4 separate regions of the Zea mays genome follow, and all the other regions are linked to region 4. A link is a contact called in public Hi-C data. All regions are on one chromosome and are shown on one strand. Each heading gives the region's core, a stretch centred on a gene start, on an enhancer-like site or on the middle of the called end of the contact. The rest is flanking DNA. Distances are from core to core; before and after follow the strand shown. Region 1 holds the start of LOC103632002 (serine/threonine-protein kinase Nek3). Region 2 holds the start of LOC100280318. Region 3 holds the start of LOC103632011 (pentatricopeptide repeat-containing protein At4g20740). Region 4 holds the start of LOC100191683.

Region 1 (3,878 bases), core at 820-3,319, 170 kb after region 4:
TGGTCAGAGTCAGAAGCAACATAGACAGAGGAACACGTCAAATACCTAGGGATCGAGCAAGAAAACTCACTGAACAAGCTAAATCATCAGAAGTTAAGACTTTAGCAAGACCAAAATCACCTGTTTCAGACCATATGTTTGGAACAAAAGGGTGTGATAACTGAATCATTTATCTGATCGACTTTATAGGTACATGGAAATTTTCCCAAAAGCATACTTGACAACAGGATGCTTACCAAGCCTTATGTTTTGATCCTTTGTGAGAAATATGTTTGAGCACTGAAACAGTGACAAGGCATGATGAGTATCAGTACCACTCAAGCAGCATGGGTACTTTGCGAGTGTAAGGTAACAAAAAGGCTATGAATCTAGCAACCTTAACATCACGATGAAGGATATGATTGGCATGCAAGTAATCAAGTGCCGTCAGGAGCTGCACAAGCCACACACAAAGTTTCTGCATGCAGTGAAGAGTGGATACCCCAGAGGGGCAAAATGCAGTGAGCAGAATGTGAGGGCACAGAACATGCTGTACAGATGACAGTCTAGTGAGCTACCTCTTCTGAGAAATGGTTACTGTTAGCCTTCTTAATGGCCTCTGACCTGCACAAAACAAATGACAAACACTGGTCAGAATTGTAGTTCAGGTCAGTTGAGGGGATGAAGTTTCAGAAGTCGACATACATGTCCCCTCCCTCGCAGTAACCAATGACAATACACACGTAGCAACCCTGACGACAACAACAACAAAAAAAAACTGTTCCTTTTCAAGCAATTATGAGCATACACATCATCCTTCATCAGGACCGTTGAAGCGTCAAGGAAAGGAACTAGACCGGAGACTGCCCTTAGGATGCTGCAACAACTGTGAACAGCAGCATCTGCAGGGGACCATGCTCACCTTCTCCACCCAAGCATCTTTGTATTCCACAATGTAAGGATTCCTTACTTTTGCGATGAGCTCCATCTGTTCATCAAGGTGGTGAATCTTTCACATGTTTTGTGTAGGTTTATTATACATGTATTAGCACAAGATCATGGCAACGAAACAAATCATGTTTCCTAACATCGGATAGCAGCCGTGCATGCCCTACAAGGAAACAAAGGTGTCTGTTTGTCCCCTTGGAGAGCTCAAATTCTCTCTGTTTTGCAAAATTTATAACCACTTGTGTTCTGAACCAGTTTCAGATTTATGACGCCGAAGGTCGTAATTGGACACAAAGTATGAGCATACCTCCTGGTGTGCTGATCGGCGGCACCGGTCGGTCTGGCGTGCGAGGCGGATCTTCTTCAAGACATACCTGTAGCAAAACGAGGCAGGCTGAGTGACACCATGGAAACAAAGCAAGCAAGCATCCATCCATACCTTTTCCTCTCAGCCTTGTGCCTCACCAGGAGCGCCGAGCCGAACGAACCCTTCCCAATCTGCTCCAGCACCTCGTACTGCTCCATCCCTGTGACTGTCAAGCTCCTGGCTGGCTCAGAAATCACCTGCACGGTGGGCGAAGAATGTTGTCAGAGAAATTCATCGTGCCAGTAAATGAAATGTGACCGGAACATAAAAGAGAACCTCTTTTTTATTATTTTTTTATGTAAAAAAAGGAAAGTTCAAGTTTGCGAATGCTGGTTGTAAACCCATTGCATGGATGAGCATTTGAACAATAAAGTCAGAACGTGAAGGGAACGAAGCAAGAACTGATGACATGGGAGAATTTACAATTTTGCAGTGGACCAAAATAGTGATCGTCGAAATTGATTCTTGACTGGGAACGTCGGATCGACACTGATGATGCTTGAAGTGGAAGAGGAGGATGGGTGGTTCCCTCCTTACCTTGGCTGGCTAATGGATGAAGGGCGCCTTGCTCTTCCGCCTCAGTGCCCGGCTCCCATTTTTAGAGCGAGGAAGCACTGCTGATGGAGTGCACGGGAGAAAGAGGAGGAGGAGAGGGTTGACATGCCGACAACGAAAACGGAGGGCTGTCCGTGCTTAGCTTGCCAGAGGCTTTCGAAGTTTTCAAAGTGCAGAGAGAGAAAGTGGTGGGAGCCAAGCACACACAACGCACTGCACAGACTCAGAGAGAGAGAGAGAGAGAGAGAGAGAGATTTGACTAAGAAAGAAAGAAACGGAAAAAAATATCCTTGGTTTAGTGGCTGCGTGTACCAGCATTATCCTTGATGGGCTTTATTCGTATCCCCGGCGCCCGCCGCCCGCCGTGATAGCGGAACTCATACGCGTTCCGTTGTACAGGCCGGCCATAAAGGCTCGGACAAGAAAATTCTGGTGGCGGATTCGAGCGCAGGATCTGTGCGTGGAAAATATGGCTGAAATTTGATGGCTTTTGGTCGTACCGATTCTTGCGACACCAACCAAACAGCTAACCAGGGGAAATTTAACGCTTGATACCATGCTACAGCTCTGCTGCAGTTGCTTCAATGGCCAACAACCGCTGCCTGTTCTTCTCACGGCGCGGCATCTTGGTGCCCCCATTTGGAATTCACCTGAATGCTGTAGGAATTAGGCTGCTCTCGGTGATGCCCAAACGTCAAACAAGCCATAACTCTGATGTGGCTGTTTTTTTTAAGAAAGTGCCAGAAAACTTAGTTTGCTGTGGCAAGGGTTTGCTGGTTTCCTCTTCAGCTACAGAAAACCAGTAATGTATTTTATTTTCTTTAAAAGAAAAGCCATGATGCAGTCCATGACCCCACAAAACTGGACTTACAAATTAACTTGAATGCAGAGAAGGGAAAAAAAGGAGAAACCTCACACAGTTTTGTTTAGAAGTTCAGCGAACCCGTATAGAAAGATTTGGTTAATAAGTTCTCTGAATGAAACAAGGAAAAGAAAAGAACGGACATTATTTTATATATAATTTTAAATTGCGCTTCTCTTTATGAATTTGCTTGTGTTTTTTTTTCCCCATTTCTTGTTTGCCCTAGATGTCATGTACACGATTGGATGACCGGTACCTTCTGAAGTTTCTTGGGTTTTAATAAGACACCAGAGACTTTGGTTAGCGCGAAAGAGGCCACACACGTTGCTTGGCCTGGTAGCAGGATCCAGCTTTGTTCTCATGGTCGGTCCCTAAACCCTAAACTAAACTATTTTAAATCTTGTTTAATAGAAGTGGTTCTTTTTTTAAAAAAAAAACTTCTTTTCGAACAAAACGACAGGGCAGGAGCTGTCTGCATGCCCGCCCTTCAATTAAGATAGCAAAAGAAGAAGAAGAAAAACGTAATAGTCAGTCATATCAATAAAATACGTAAATTGATTTCCATCCAGATAGAAGGGATCTCTGGCGCCTTCCAATTGGCACGTTTCTGCATCCCGAGACACTTACGGGTTTTTTGGGTGCGTTTAGTTGCGGGACAGACACGGATGTCCTGGCGTACTCTTTCGGCCCTCTAATTTTGAGCGATAACTGGATACAACACTGAGGTAGTCATGTCCCAACTCTTGACCCTGAACCAAACAAATTTATTTAAGGGAGCGTCACGTCCCGCTCCGTTCTGTCATTGCAATCAAACGAACTAAATCGATGAGTATAGCGTTCTCTTTCTTTCTAAAGGCTTGTTCGGTTAGGAGTGGATTAAGGGAAATTAAAGGGGATTCAATCCTCTTATATATAAACTAGGTTTATACCCGTGCGTTGCCACGGAATTAAAAAAATGTATAAACATAGATACGAAACAACAAGCATAACTATAATATGTAAAATTCGTGTGGTAAATATTAAAGAATCAATATAGAATATCTTGAAATTCAAGAAAGAGGATATACTTGGACATCTACATCTCTTCAATTCAATCGACACGTATGATTATGCCCCGAACCAATAAATGGTAATGCTATAAGTAATCAAAATTCACTCGCCCAAAAC
Region 2 (4,529 bases), core at 1,008-3,507, 170 kb before region 4:
AATTTGATTTGCAAAAACAAACCAAGTGGTGGTAAAGAATGATCCAAATATGACAAATTTGAGTCAAAAACAATTTGGTCTTCAATTCGAATCAATGTTGCATGTTTTGCATTTGCCTTTTGATGTGTTGGCATAAATCACCAAAAAGGGGGAGATTGAAAGGGAAATGTGCCCTTGAGCCATTTCTATATTGTTTTGGTGATTAAGTGCGCAACACATGATAAATTGTGCCAAAGTTTGAAGAAGTGCAAATCATGTAACAAGGTATATTTCTAGACTTTAGTACATTTGGTTGAGCACTAATGAAGTTATCTAAGTGCTAGAAACAGGAAAAGAAAAGATTGGAAAAGAGTGCCTGTGTACAGCCAAGATTCAGCTCGGCTTGGCACACCGGACTGTCCGGTGGTGCACCGGACAGTGTCCGGTGTGCCAAGCTAGACTCCGGTGAACAGGCCGCTCTCGGGAATGTTTGGCGGCGTACGACTATAATTCACCGGACTGTCCGGTTGTGCACCGGACTGTCCGATGAGCCAACGGCCGCCGGCGCAACGGTCGGCCGCGCAATCCGCGAGCGACGCGTGGCCCGCGCCAACGGTCGACAGGGGGCATATATAAAAAATAAGTATTTTTCATCGTGATAAAAAGACACTACATACATATAAGCCTGCTAATGGCAAAAAACCCAACCCACATCCAAATCTAGTAACATTTACATCCATCCCACAACCACCTAAAACATAAGAAGGAAATTAAACCCAACTCACACAATAACATTATTCACCCTAAACCAATCCATAACTAGGTGGAAACCCATGAAAAACCCGCGGGTTCAACTTGTTAAGACATCAACATACACAGTGACATTAAAGCTACATGTAAATTTGTCAATGTGTATGTATGATACATACACGGTATGATAATTGCAATTGGGGTTTCTTACCCGTCATATAAAATGTACTTACACAAATTATACGATAGACACGATGAGATTGAACACAATGACTAATTTAGATAAAGCATAAATTATTATAAAAGTTAAAAACATATTTAAATAACTACCTTATTTAAATAAAATATATCTATATGATATATAGAAATAGTAATGCACATGTTAAGCACAAGTTGAAACGATTGTCTCATGGCTGTAAGGATTTTTGTAGCTTACCATTTAACTCGTTTGTATAGTAGTTAGTTTTCGTTGTTAATGTACAACCCTATTTATCTCTCACAAAATTTGGTTCTTATGTCTAAATCGACAGTAAGTTTATAACTCGTTTCTACTCTCCTCTTATCTCTTACATCTTAACATTTAGCTAGCTTATAGCCTCTTTGACAATCTCCAACAATTTATCTATTCTATCTCTTATCTTATATTTCAAATTTTACTCTATAAATAGTACGACCTACAATGTAAAACAATATTTTATATGACTATATGCACGCTGGAGACAGGGACAATCACGAGATTTTAGAGGCCCACGTCAAGGTTTAAAATAGATGCCCTTTAGATATTTTTATGTATAAATGTTACTAATATAAACACTAAAGATACATGTAAAAATATATTTATATTAAACAACGGGTAAATAAAAAGATACATATTTCAACATCACTTTAAAAACTTTTTTTTAGGTTTTAACATGTTTACCTATAACCAGGTTATGGATATGTTGTAGTATTTCGCAGCTAAACTATTGTATCATATATTAAATATGTATTTAAGATGAGGCTCTATAAATTTAGGGTGTATTTGGTTACAATGATAGAACAGGATGAGGTGGAACGATAACTCAAATAATGTTATTTAGTTTAGAGTTAAAAGGATAGAATAGGACTACATTAATTTTATTCATAGTTGTCTCTTAAAAGTGGAGATGAGAGGCCGCTAAGGCCGCAGCTGACCGGAGACAACCTCTTAGACGGTGCAGTAAACAAAAACACAACATCGTGCCGTCGTGCATGAGCAGCACCTCGACGGCACGGGCGCTACCGACACCTGTCCCCGTCGGCCCATCTGTGGCCTAGGCCCACTTCATCAGCGCCACTTGCCATGCCCTCACTCACTCCACCGACTAGCGCCGCCAGCGAGGCAGCGACCGCGATCGCGACCCTTTCCTCCTCCGTCTCTCTCCCGCCGCGCCAGTTCCGGTCCCCGCCCCCCGACGCTTTATCCCCATCCCCCGTCCCCTCGCCTTCCAGAACCTTCCTTTCCCGAAATAGCCAAATCCATACCCTATCCCCCTACCCACCATTCCAGAGCCACTGCATCTAGTAGGCTGCTGAGCTACCCACCCTCCCCGCGCTCGTGACGGCTCACCCACCCCCGCCGTGGTTCCGGGCAACAGGGAAGAAGATCCCGCCCTGGTGCCACCACGAGGTCCCAGAAGCTCCCGCCTTCCCGCTCAAATCTCTCCTATTTCTGGTTCCCGCCGCGGAAGATCAACTTCTTGCTGTGTTCGTCGTTTCAGGCACCCGGCGGCTTTGATTTCCTCTCCGCCCCTGGCGTCTGGCGTGGTGCTCTGGCCCCCAGTTTGTCGGCTGCTTTCTACCTGTACTTGCAGAGCTGTAGGTGGGGGTAAACATGGTGAGGTGGTCTTGCCAGGATGACACCTTATCATGTTCCCTATCCCCGTGCTAGATGCGCGCCGGCCGCCGTGTGTGTGTATGCCTTAACGTCGATGCGTGCCTTGTACTCCTGTGTGGCCGTGTGCTAGGGGCAGCTGCTCGTTGCTGCTCTTTTACAACGGAGTTTTACTGACATTGTCCAACAGACTATTCCATTCCGGTGTCAGAGCAGAGATTTTAGCATCGTTACTCGGATTAGGAGGGTAGGATCCGGCTATGGACTCAACGCTGAACCAGGTGAAGGAGGAGAGCCATGGGGAGGGAGGAGATTTGATGGCAGGCACGGTGGAGGCCGCGGATGGGCCGTCCGCGGCCGTCGCCGCGGCACCAAAGCCGATGGAGGGTCTGCATGACCCTGGGCCGCCGCCGTTCCTCACCAAGACATATGACATGGTCGACGACTCGGACACCGACCTGATTGTGTCTTGGAGCGCCACCAACAACAGCTTCGTGGTGTGGGATCCGCACGCCTTCGCCACGGTGCTGCTGCCCAGGCACTTCAAGCACAACAACTTCTCCAGCTTCGTCCGGCAGCTCAACACCTATGTAAGTGTTTGTTTGCCCATTACAGTTCAGCATGGAATGGTTCATGATGCTGAGGTGTTAACAGGGTTGAATGTTCAGCTCCCAAACACAACACTGTTGACTATTTTGCAAGTAGTTGGTGCAATCCTCGAAATTGCCTTGTTATGTTTTGTGGTCAGCATTGGAACAGCAAAGTGGCACATATAGGCATTGAAGTTTGCTGTGCACTATCTAACTATTCTGATTGGGTTGTGAGAACCTCCTCTCTTGTTTTTGGTGATAAGAACATTTGTAAACATATACGTGCTGTTTGGTTTGGTCCTTTTTGTCCGTTATCGATTCACAGAGTAAATCGATTGTGTTGTTTTGTGTTTGGTTAGAACAGTTTGTGTTGATTCACAGAACTATCAGCGCTATCCATTCCCAGAGCTATAGCAGTGAGTGATCGTGGCGGCATGTGACTCCATCCCCGTTACCGTTCAGGGTGCTGAACCAAACAGCACCATATATAATTAATTAAACAAATAAGTTTAATTGACAGCGTATTCAGGCATGAATGTATAATGGAAGTTAATACTACAGTTGCATATTACATAGTCTTTGTGTACAAGCACATAGAAACCCCAGACAAGTTGATTTTAGTTATCATGAGGAATGTGCTTCGCCACATCTGCTCATGTTGTCCTTAAAGGAAGGAAATGAAGAAGATAACCTTGTTGGCATTTTGGAAAATATTACTGCTGTGTTTTTAGCAAACAACCATCTATAAAGGATAATATATTTTTGAATTGTCATTTTCCTTAAGCTATTCAACAGCAGCATCACCCTTCGTGTGCTGTACTTCTCTGTTTTGATGCCAGGGCTCCTTTTCTTGAATTAATAGCAGCTGGAATACTTCTGAATGCCCACTCTTTGGAGCTATTTATAATGATGTGCATAGTTGAATAGTAACATCTTAGGTCATGTGTCACTGTCAGATGCTAAACTTCATGCTGTTCTTGCACTTTGTGTTGTTCCTCTCATGGATTCTTCTCTCTCAATGAAGTCGATATTTCTGGAGCGAAACAATATTTTTGCAATAATGATCTCTAATTTTTTATCCTTCATTGTTTTCTTATTTTCTTTTGAATGAGGCAGTACATGACAGGTCCTTGAAACAGTAGAAAAGGATGAGTATTGATTTATTAAAGAAGAAAGATAACAAATTGAATGAAGAAGTAACTGAAAACAATGCAAACTGAAACTGTGCAAAAGTTAACTGGAACGTATCCTAAAGAGGTAATGCAGGTCACCTTTTTGTTTGATTTCACTTTAGCTCTTACTGCTGATCTGATGAAAAATTAACCATTTTTTACTGCAATATACCAGTCATATCTTCT
Region 3 (4,231 bases), core at 686-3,185, 250 kb before region 4:
AAATTCAGCTGGCCCATTTTCTATATTTCCAAGACAATCTTTAACAAGTGATATGGCTGTGTTGATCTCCCCCATCTTGCAAAGCCCTTTCACAAGAACACAGTAGGCTGACATACTTGGTATCCAATTTTCCTTCATCATGGTGTTGTAGCATGAGCAGGCCTCTTTGACATTTCCTTCATCCACGAAACATGGGATCATATGACTATATGTACATGAATCTGGTTTAAAATCAACTGAGCTTTGCATTTCTTCAAACAACAAAAGTGATTTCTTCCTATCCTTGATCTTCAGCAGATTTTCAATAAGAATATTATAAATGCCAACACTACAATACTGTTTTTGTCTCAATGCATCAAACACTTCCACAGCCTTCAATACCCTACCATCCTTTCCTGCAAGGAGCTTCATAAAATCTACTAACATTTCAACAACAGACAAGCCCATCTCTGCCAGTTTGTTAACCAACCCAAAAAATGTAACCATTTCACCCTTTTCGGCATAACAAGCTAGCAACGGTGAAACAGTATCAGAACTTGGCATAAGGTCCTCCTGAAGAACAATCTGAAATAACTTATGAGCCTTATCCTCCCTACCTATGCCACACAGCCCAATAATAAGTGTGTTATATATCCCCAGGTCAGCACGGTAGCCAGCATCAACCAACTCGTTCAACAACCTACACCCATCCCCAACCCTGCCAACAGCAACATACCCATCAATGAGCGATGCATACACCATCCTGTCCACCAGTAACCCCTTGCTCCTCATCTCCTTGAACAATTCTGCTGCTTCCTCCACCATCCCAGCCTTGCAGAGTCCCCCGACCATAGTAGCATATGCCATTGTGTCTGGCTCCACCCCATCCTTTTCCATTTCGTCCCAAACCCTCATGCAGCCATCCATATACCCCCTCCGCACCATTGTCTTCACCAGTGCAGTGTACACAAAGACATCAGGCCGACACACCTCGTTCCGCATCCTCCCAATCATCTCCAGAAGCCTATCAACCATTCCGGCGTGTGCTAGTGCACGAACCATGATGGCAAACGTCACTGGGATGGGCTGCACACCACCCTCCGACATTTCATCGAACAGCTTGAGCGCGTCCTCAACGTGGCCCGCAGCAGCCAGCGCGCCAAGGACGCGGTTGCACGCGTGGACCTGGGGTTGGACGTCGAACTCGTGGCGGAAGCGGCGAAGCGCGTGCAGAGCGCGGAGGGGGCGGCGCGCGGCGGTGTGGAGGCGGACGAGGAGGGTGAGCTGCGGGTGGGAGATCGGTCTGCCGTGCGCGCGCATGAGGTCGGGGAGCTGGTCAGCCGCGGCTGGGAGGCCCGCCGCGGACAGTAGCGAGGCGAGGGCATGGAAAGCTGGGAAGCAGTGACGGAAGCCCTTCTGGCGGCCCGCCCAGAGGAAGAACGGGAGCGCGAGCGGAGGCGGCGGGGGAGGGCGCGCGGTGAGGACCTCAGCGACGAGGGATGGAGGGACGCGGCGGAGCTTGGAGAGATCGGCGACAACGGGCGGTCCCCAGCGCTGGTGGCGGCGGAGCGCGTCGAGGAGGAAGCGCGCGAGCGGGGAGAGGCGGCGAGCGGAGGCGGATGTGGAGGAGGAGGAGGAGGCGGAAGGAGGTGACGGAGAGCGAGCAGACGACGAGGAAGAGGGCGAGTGTGGATCCCAGTCACGGAGGCGGAAGGCGGTGGCGGTGGAGGGGGAGGAGGAAGGGCGGTGTATAGTGGAGGGGAAGCGGAGATCAGTGAAGAGGCCGCCGCGGACTGTGGGCCGGTGCGGCGAGGCGCGGCGGTGGCCGTGGTAGATGGTGTGCCTGCGGCGGCGGTCAGTGGGAGAGGACGGGGACGGAGAGGCCATGGCGCCGGCCGACGATGTGAAGGGAGCGGCGCAGGCGCTAATCCGCAGTGGCAGAGAGCAGTGATGGGGATGCCAACTCGTAGTGGGCTGGGCCTCATATATACAAAGGCTCGGACATGGTCCAAGCTCTTCTCATAGTCGGGCTACAAAAGGCCCATTCCATAAATAGTACTTTTAGAATTTTATTTCAGAGAATAGCTAAATCTGAAGATTTGAAAAATATTTCTGCTAGTCTATCAGAGTTGCGCTTCATTTCTCGTTGGTTCTGTTCGTATGCATTCACTAGGTACGTGCCCGTGCGATGCGACGGCAAATAAATTATTCGATAAATGTTAGTGTACAACGATTACATTGATGTTTGTGTGTTGCTATGGTTTCTATATATCACATAGGTAGTTGTTTAAACACTTATCTTTGGCTTTGCTTAGTGAGTCCCAAATTATCAATGGTTGGTATCAAACATTTTTTATCTTGTAATCAGCAAACAACAATACAGATGCAAAATGAAATGTAGAAGGTACACAAAATTAAGTGGCAGCATACAAAACATCCGCCTTAGGATCATTGTAGCTCTTAACCAAAATAGCTCCACAACATGTGGTTCTGAAAGTCGCCTAGAGGGGGGTGGATAGGCGAAACCTGAAAATTAAAACTTTATCCCCCAACTAGATCCCTTGATTAGTGGTTAGAACAAGATATATAAATATCGGAGTATAAAAACTAAGTCCTTGCTTATAAAGAGTATTGCTAAATAATGCGGAATTGATAAATCAATACTACTAATAAGTCTATGAGAATAAAGCAAGAAGGCTTAGGTAAGAAGAGCAATAACACAAGTTCTCTCTTGCAATTTGTTGCTTCACTAAATGGGAAGTTAACTTAAAGCAACACCAAATAGAATTAGCAAAGAGTGGTGCAAGAGAAACTTAGAAAGGGAGAGGACAAACAAATCACAAGAATAAGCACACAAGACACGGGTGATTTGTTTTACCGAGGTTCGGCCCTCGAAGGCCTAGTCCCCGTTGAGGAGTCCACTTAAGGACGAGTCTTTTTCAACCCTTTCCTTCTCTCCACCGATCACCCAAGGATCGGCGAGCTCTTCTTCTTCTCAAAGATCACTCTCGATCCCGCAAGGACCACCACACTCTTTGGTGTCTCTTGCTAGCTTTTACAAGCCTCCAAAACTTTGGAGGAAGTTCGATGGGAGTCAAAACTCTACGCACAAATGAACACAAAGATGTAGCACACACTATCTCTCAATGAATCTCACAAGGCACTAGGGCTAAACTCAATTGAGTAGCTCTCAATTTCCTGCTCTCTCTTTTGTGGCACTTATGTCGGTTGTAGTGGTCTAGATCTTGTGTATAGGATGTATCAATGAATATATGTGGTTGGGAGGGCTTGAGTATGTCAACTATGTGACTTGGAATGTAGCTTGGACTCCCACTCCTTGAAGTGGCCGGTTGGGGTGGTATTTATAGCCCTCAACCACCCATATAGCCGTTGGGGCGCATCTGCCAGAAATTGCACTGGCGGACGGTCCGCGGCTAGGGCCCGGACGGTCCGCGACCCTCCAACGGTCGATTCTGACATCTTCAACGGATACTTCTGACAGATCAACGGCTAGAATAACGGCTATCTGCCTCGGTGACACCACGCGGACGGTCCCCTTGGTCCCGGACGGTCCGCGCCAGCTCTATAATTCCTTTTGCTCAACTTGTCACCTTCGGGCTTTTTGGTTCTGCACCGACCGGATGATCCGCGCCTGTGGCCGGACGGTCCGCGCTTGGCCTCGGACGGAGCTTGCTTTTTCATCGGACGGTCCGTAGTAGAGATATGTGTTTTTGCATTGGTTCTGTCCGAGGATCATCCTGGTGTCGCGGACGGTCCGCCGCAAGGGCCCGGACGGTCCGCGCTTAGTCTGTTTTTCCAAAAAGCTTCTCCTGTCCGGAATAATCTACGGTATTCCGGACAGTCGATTTAGAATAGTTGTAGATGAACTTTTGACACCTGTAGAACATATAATCTAGAGCAAACTAGTTAGTCCAATTATTTGTGTTGGGCAATTCAACCACCAAAATCATTTAGGAAAAGGTTTGACCCTATTTCCCTTTCAATCTCCCCCTTTTTGGTGATTGATGCCAACACAAACCAAAGCAAATATATAAGTGCAGTAATTGAACTAGTTTGCAACAGGTAAGTGCAAAGGTTACTTGGAATTAAACCAATTTTACATTTCATAAGATATGCATGGATGCTTTCTTATATTTAATGTTTTGGACTATGCTTGCACCATTTGTTTTGTTTTTGCAAACTCTTTTGTAAATTCTTTTCAAAGTTCTTTTGCAAATAGTCAAAGGTAAAT
Region 4 (4,341 bases), core at 1,046-3,545:
TCAAACTAGACCTTAAGTGTTTCATATATTTATAAAACTGATCGATAGTCTCAGTGTTGTACATGGGTAAAAGTAACTTTGCAAATGTTTTGAGGTCGGGACTCGTGATGACTGCTTGTACTTTACTGTGCCTGTGTTGGGGTGAAAAAAAAAGTTCCCCATTTTGGGGCTCGAAGTCATGCTTGCCGGACCAGAGCCCGACCAGCGACCAACGGACCGAGGCAGTGAAAAAGGATGTCCCGCGGTCCGCGCCGCTCGATTGCATCGCAGGACTCGCAGTTTCGCACCGCACGCGCGCGAGGTGGTTGCAGTTGCAGCGATACTTTCGTGCAGCGGAACGGCGGAAGGATATGACCTCCAATCTGCAGGTGGCCATGCAATTCTGAAGCTGGGATAATTGAGCCCAACAGGGCCCAAATCCGAGCGACGACCAACGGCCGGCCGGCCATATCTGTGACTCCGGCACAGGGGAAGAAAACCGTCATGCATGTTTGTTTCCAATTATAATCTATTTAAATTATAAAATGTAACTTATTTTAAACTATCATATAATTTAAGATTATATAGTCTGAGTATATTATAATTATAAACAAACGGTCCTCAAAAGCTCACCAAATTAAGTTTGACGGAGTTTAAAAAACTACCATCGCTACATGTGGTTATCCTTCAGCGTTTTCCTATCCCTCACTTCGAAGGGCTTTTTTTCGAGCACCCGGATAAGGCTATCTCCAATAACTTTTCTATTTTATCTCCTATTTTAAACTAAACACTACCGTATCACGTCTATCTCGTCTCACTCTCCGTCCCCTAACCCATAGCACCCATGCCCGGTCTAGGTGGGGCATTGGCCCGGGCCATGTCGAGGCCTGCCCTAGGTATCCATGGTCGTACCCATGCATACACACATTTTTTTCACGAGGAAGAATATTGAATTGTTTGACCAATTTTTTTTATTTACTAGACTTTGCTATCATAAACTAATTACAAGTTGTAATGTGATAACAGACAATCCATATCAATCCATTCTCTAACACAGGGGATCGATATCGACCAATTGAACTGATCACTCTACCTTAGCCACGACATCAGACCCAACTAAGCAGAGCTGTACATATTTCTAACAACCATATACTCCCTCTGTTTCAAAATATAATTTATTTGACCTTTTGAACCCTAATTTTGACCATTCGTCTTATTCAAAAAAATCATAAAAAATAAAAAAATTAAATCATATGTAAAATATTTTTGATAATAAACAAAACTTGTAATAAAAAAGTCAATACACTGCCTTCATTCTAGACTATTTGTCACCTGCTAGTTTAGTTTTGAACTAAAACACGACAAATAAAAAACAATGGAGGGAGTAACAAATTCGTACGGAAGCATTATATAATACACGTCTAGCAGCCCGCTATCCAGTGTCTAGTCTTCAACCAATTCTACTCCCACGCAGCTTGCTATCTTGGTACTCTATCCGTCCTAGAATATAAGGTGTCCCAGAATATAAGGTATAACTAATTTTTATTCTAATCCCTCAATATAAGTCAGGTGCTCTCTATATATACGCTCTCTATATATACGTATAGGTTAGTGGTATATAGAAGAATAAATATATATATATATATATATATATATATTGCCTTATTGGTATTTGAACCAACTCAGAGTTAGGTGTTGTTTGGTTCAAAAAATGTAACGCAAATGGTAATGATAATGGTTTACGCTCGATTACAGGTGGTAACAAGTTTGAATAGGCTAGTATCAATTTTTAGTGTGGTATCTGATTACGGTTGGACTAAAACAAACATGATTTAACGTTATCAGTTATCCATTACGTTACAAATATGTGAACCAAACGGCACCTTGGTTAGATGGAACGGATGGAGTAGGAATAAGCGAATAGGCGTCCGTGCCTGACCTGGACCAGTCGACCGGGCAGGCGGGCACACGCCAAGCCCAAAGGTTCCAGCCTGGTGACGTAGGCCCAGGATAACCTGAGTGGAGGCCCCGCATGCCAGATGACCCGGCCTTACAAGTCCACGCGACCGCGACTCTTGCACATGCGTCCATTCGAACCATCAACCATTCTCACGCGCATTGACCTGAACGCTTCCAAATAACATGTGGGTACCACGGATCCGGACCCATCAGTCAGTCCGGTGGTGCAAACGTCTTTAGTAACTACAACACGACGTCTTCATCTCCGCAGAGGCCACCAATTCCATCCCAGCCCCAGCATCATATCTATTCATCTTGCTCTCCTCTGTCCAAAAAGGAGGCGCCGCGCTCCTCTTCTTCTACGCCGTTCACTCTCTCTAGTCTCTCCCTTCCCTTCTCCACGCCTCCGCCCCCACTCGTGAGACCCTACCTAGCCCTAGCGCCAGCACCACCCGCCCAACCTCCCGGAGAGAGAGAGGAGGAGGCCTTCGCCGCCGCCGTTACCGTCGGCCGAGGCGCCAGAATGTTCGGGTACCAGAAGGGCCTCGACGTCGAGGCGGGGACATCGGGCGCCGCCGCCACGGGCGGCGCGCGCCAGCTCTACCCGGGGATGCAGGAGAGCCCCGAGCTGCGCTGGGCGCTCATCCGCAAGATCTACGTCATTCTCTCCCTCCAGCTGCTCCTCACCGCCGTCGTCGCCGCAGTCGTCGTCAAGGTCCGCGCCATCCCGCACTTCTTCACCACCACCAGCGCCGGCCTCGGCCTCTACATCTTCCTCATCATCCTCCCCTTTATCGGTGAGTCCGCAGCCGCCCTCAACCATCCATCTCCCTCTCTGGCTTTAGTTGTTACTCCGAGGATTCTCTCTCTCTCGTTCGGATCGGTGGGGGGAAGCACTAGAGTAGGGGTTCGAACGAAGGGTGTTCATGCGAACACTTCGCTTCTCTTCCGCAAAATGCCGACTGCCGGGTGCTTGTCGATCGCTGTTAACAATTTGGATGTGGATTGCGGTTGCGATATTTGAATCGCAGCATTCGGTGTGGTTAGAGTTCGATCAACTGGTAACTCCTGAATTATTTTTTTGGGGGTTCTCTTTTTCCGATCGGGTGCACGGGGAGGCAGTTGGGGTTGGAGAATCGAGACGGTATTTCTGTAATTCTGTCGAATATATTCTGTGCATTGCTTCAAGGTTGCAGTTAGAATCAGATTCTGATGCCCGTGTCCTAATACTGCGAAGCCTGCTAGTCCTGGCAGCGAAATTCTGCGAGGTGTTGTTGGCCGATTAGGTAAAGTTTGGAGGGCCTCTGTCAATGTGAAACTGGAGGAGCCTTGCGTGATCTCATCCGTGCACGTTTAGGTACCGTGGCGTTGTGGCAAGAGTGTTTTTCGGTGGGTGGGTTGTCAACCGTGTTTTTTTTTTGTGTTTAGCAGAAGGGCCCTTCCCCCCACCCCCACCTGTCCTAATTGCGTGTTATTTGGATTGAACTGGGTGTCTAATTACTTGGATTGATGATTCAAGGCTGAACATGGCCGTTCAATTTTCTTCGGTGTGCAGTGCTGTGCCCGCTGTACTTCTACCACGAGAAGCACCCAGTCAACCTGATCCTGCTCGGCCTCTTCACCGTTGCCATCAGCTTTGCTGTGGGCATGACATGTGCCTTCACCAGTGGTAACCATCTTTGTCTTTGTGGCTTCATTGTTCAGTTGTTTTGGCTACCATCTCCCATGGCTGCTTTGTGTGCCTGCTTGTCTAAATCGGCAGCATCAGTTTAAAATGCCATGCCATGGTTACACAGAAATTTCTGGGAACTTGCCCTGGCAGCCTATGTGATGTGCACAGCCAAATTTGTAGGTGTTTGATGGTTATGTGTTATGCTTGTCTCAATTGCTTTATTCACTGGCTTGCCTAAATTAGCAATATCACGTCAGGCGCAGATTGTTCTGGCAATGTGGAATTCACTTTTGGGTTGTGCAATGCAACTGGCGTGTAGTATGCCATAGCAGGATGCTTTTGGGGAGAGTTTTTTTTTTTTGGGGGGGGGGGGGGGGGGGTGGTAAAGATTATAGAGAAAACTCAAGTAGCATGTGATGGCAACCCATGTGCGCATTTGGCTAGTCTATCTGTACGACCAAGTTGTAGTTGTTAGTGGCTTTATGATATGCTTGTCTGAGTCAGAAGCAATTGGAATATCACCATCTTGTGGAATTGGTCATTTATAATACAAACACCTCTTGCCTGTCCTTTTCCTTATTGCGATGTTGACCTTTGACTGGATTGTGGCTTAAGAACTTGCAAACAGCGAATCGTTATTCATTGGGTTTAATAAAATATTGGTCGAAACATGCCACTTGATAAGTTATTCACTATCTTTTCTGGCTCTATTTTCTTCCTTTTTGCAAGGT

The links. A called contact is a pair of places that touch in the nucleus more often than the background predicts.
Region 1: a Hi-C map of ear shows a contact between it and region 4, with 3 times the contacts expected there. The contact joins the promoter of LOC103632002 here to the promoter of LOC100191683 in region 4. A contact is called at or near these places in 12 of 25 Hi-C or Micro-C datasets (ear, endosperm, leaf and 3 more) and 1 of 3 datasets of contacts at active chromatin or transcription factors (leaf).
Region 2: a Hi-C map of ear shows a contact between it and region 4, with 1.9 times the contacts expected there. The contact joins the promoter of LOC100280318 here to the promoter of LOC100191683 in region 4. A contact is called at or near these places in 2 of 25 Hi-C or Micro-C datasets (ear and leaf).
Region 3: a Hi-C map of tassel shows a contact between it and region 4, with 1.8 times the contacts expected there. The contact joins the promoter of LOC103632011 here to the promoter of LOC100191683 in region 4. A contact is called at or near these places in 3 of 25 Hi-C or Micro-C datasets (ear, leaf and tassel).

The regions. Positions count from the first base shown.
Region 1 is chr7:9,533,185-9,537,062 of Zm-B73-REFERENCE-NAM-5.0, reverse strand. It overlaps LOC103632002 (serine/threonine-protein kinase Nek3), which reads right to left and starts at 2,069. Exons shown (of 15, transcript XM_008653861.4): 1 at 1,832-2,069; 2 at 1,367-1,491; 3 at 1,235-1,301; 4 at 902-967; 5 at 685-731; 6 at 558-603; 7 at 377-457; 8 at 237-279; 9 at 71-120. The coding sequence starts at 1,452.
Region 2 is chr7:9,869,341-9,873,869 of Zm-B73-REFERENCE-NAM-5.0, reverse strand. It overlaps LOC100280318, which reads left to right and starts at 2,257. Exons shown (of 3, transcript NM_001153244.1): 1 at 2,257-2,377; 2 at 2,469-3,171. The coding sequence starts at 2,842.
Region 3 is chr7:9,953,198-9,957,428 of Zm-B73-REFERENCE-NAM-5.0, reverse strand. LOC103632011 (pentatricopeptide repeat-containing protein At4g20740) reads right to left here and starts at 1,935. Exons shown (of 4, transcript XM_008653867.4): 1 at 1-1,935. The coding sequence starts at 1,866.
Region 4 is chr7:9,702,283-9,706,623 of Zm-B73-REFERENCE-NAM-5.0, reverse strand. It overlaps LOC100191683, which reads left to right and starts at 2,295. Exons shown (of 4, transcript NM_001137112.1): 1 at 2,295-2,735; 2 at 3,494-3,607. The coding sequence starts at 2,462.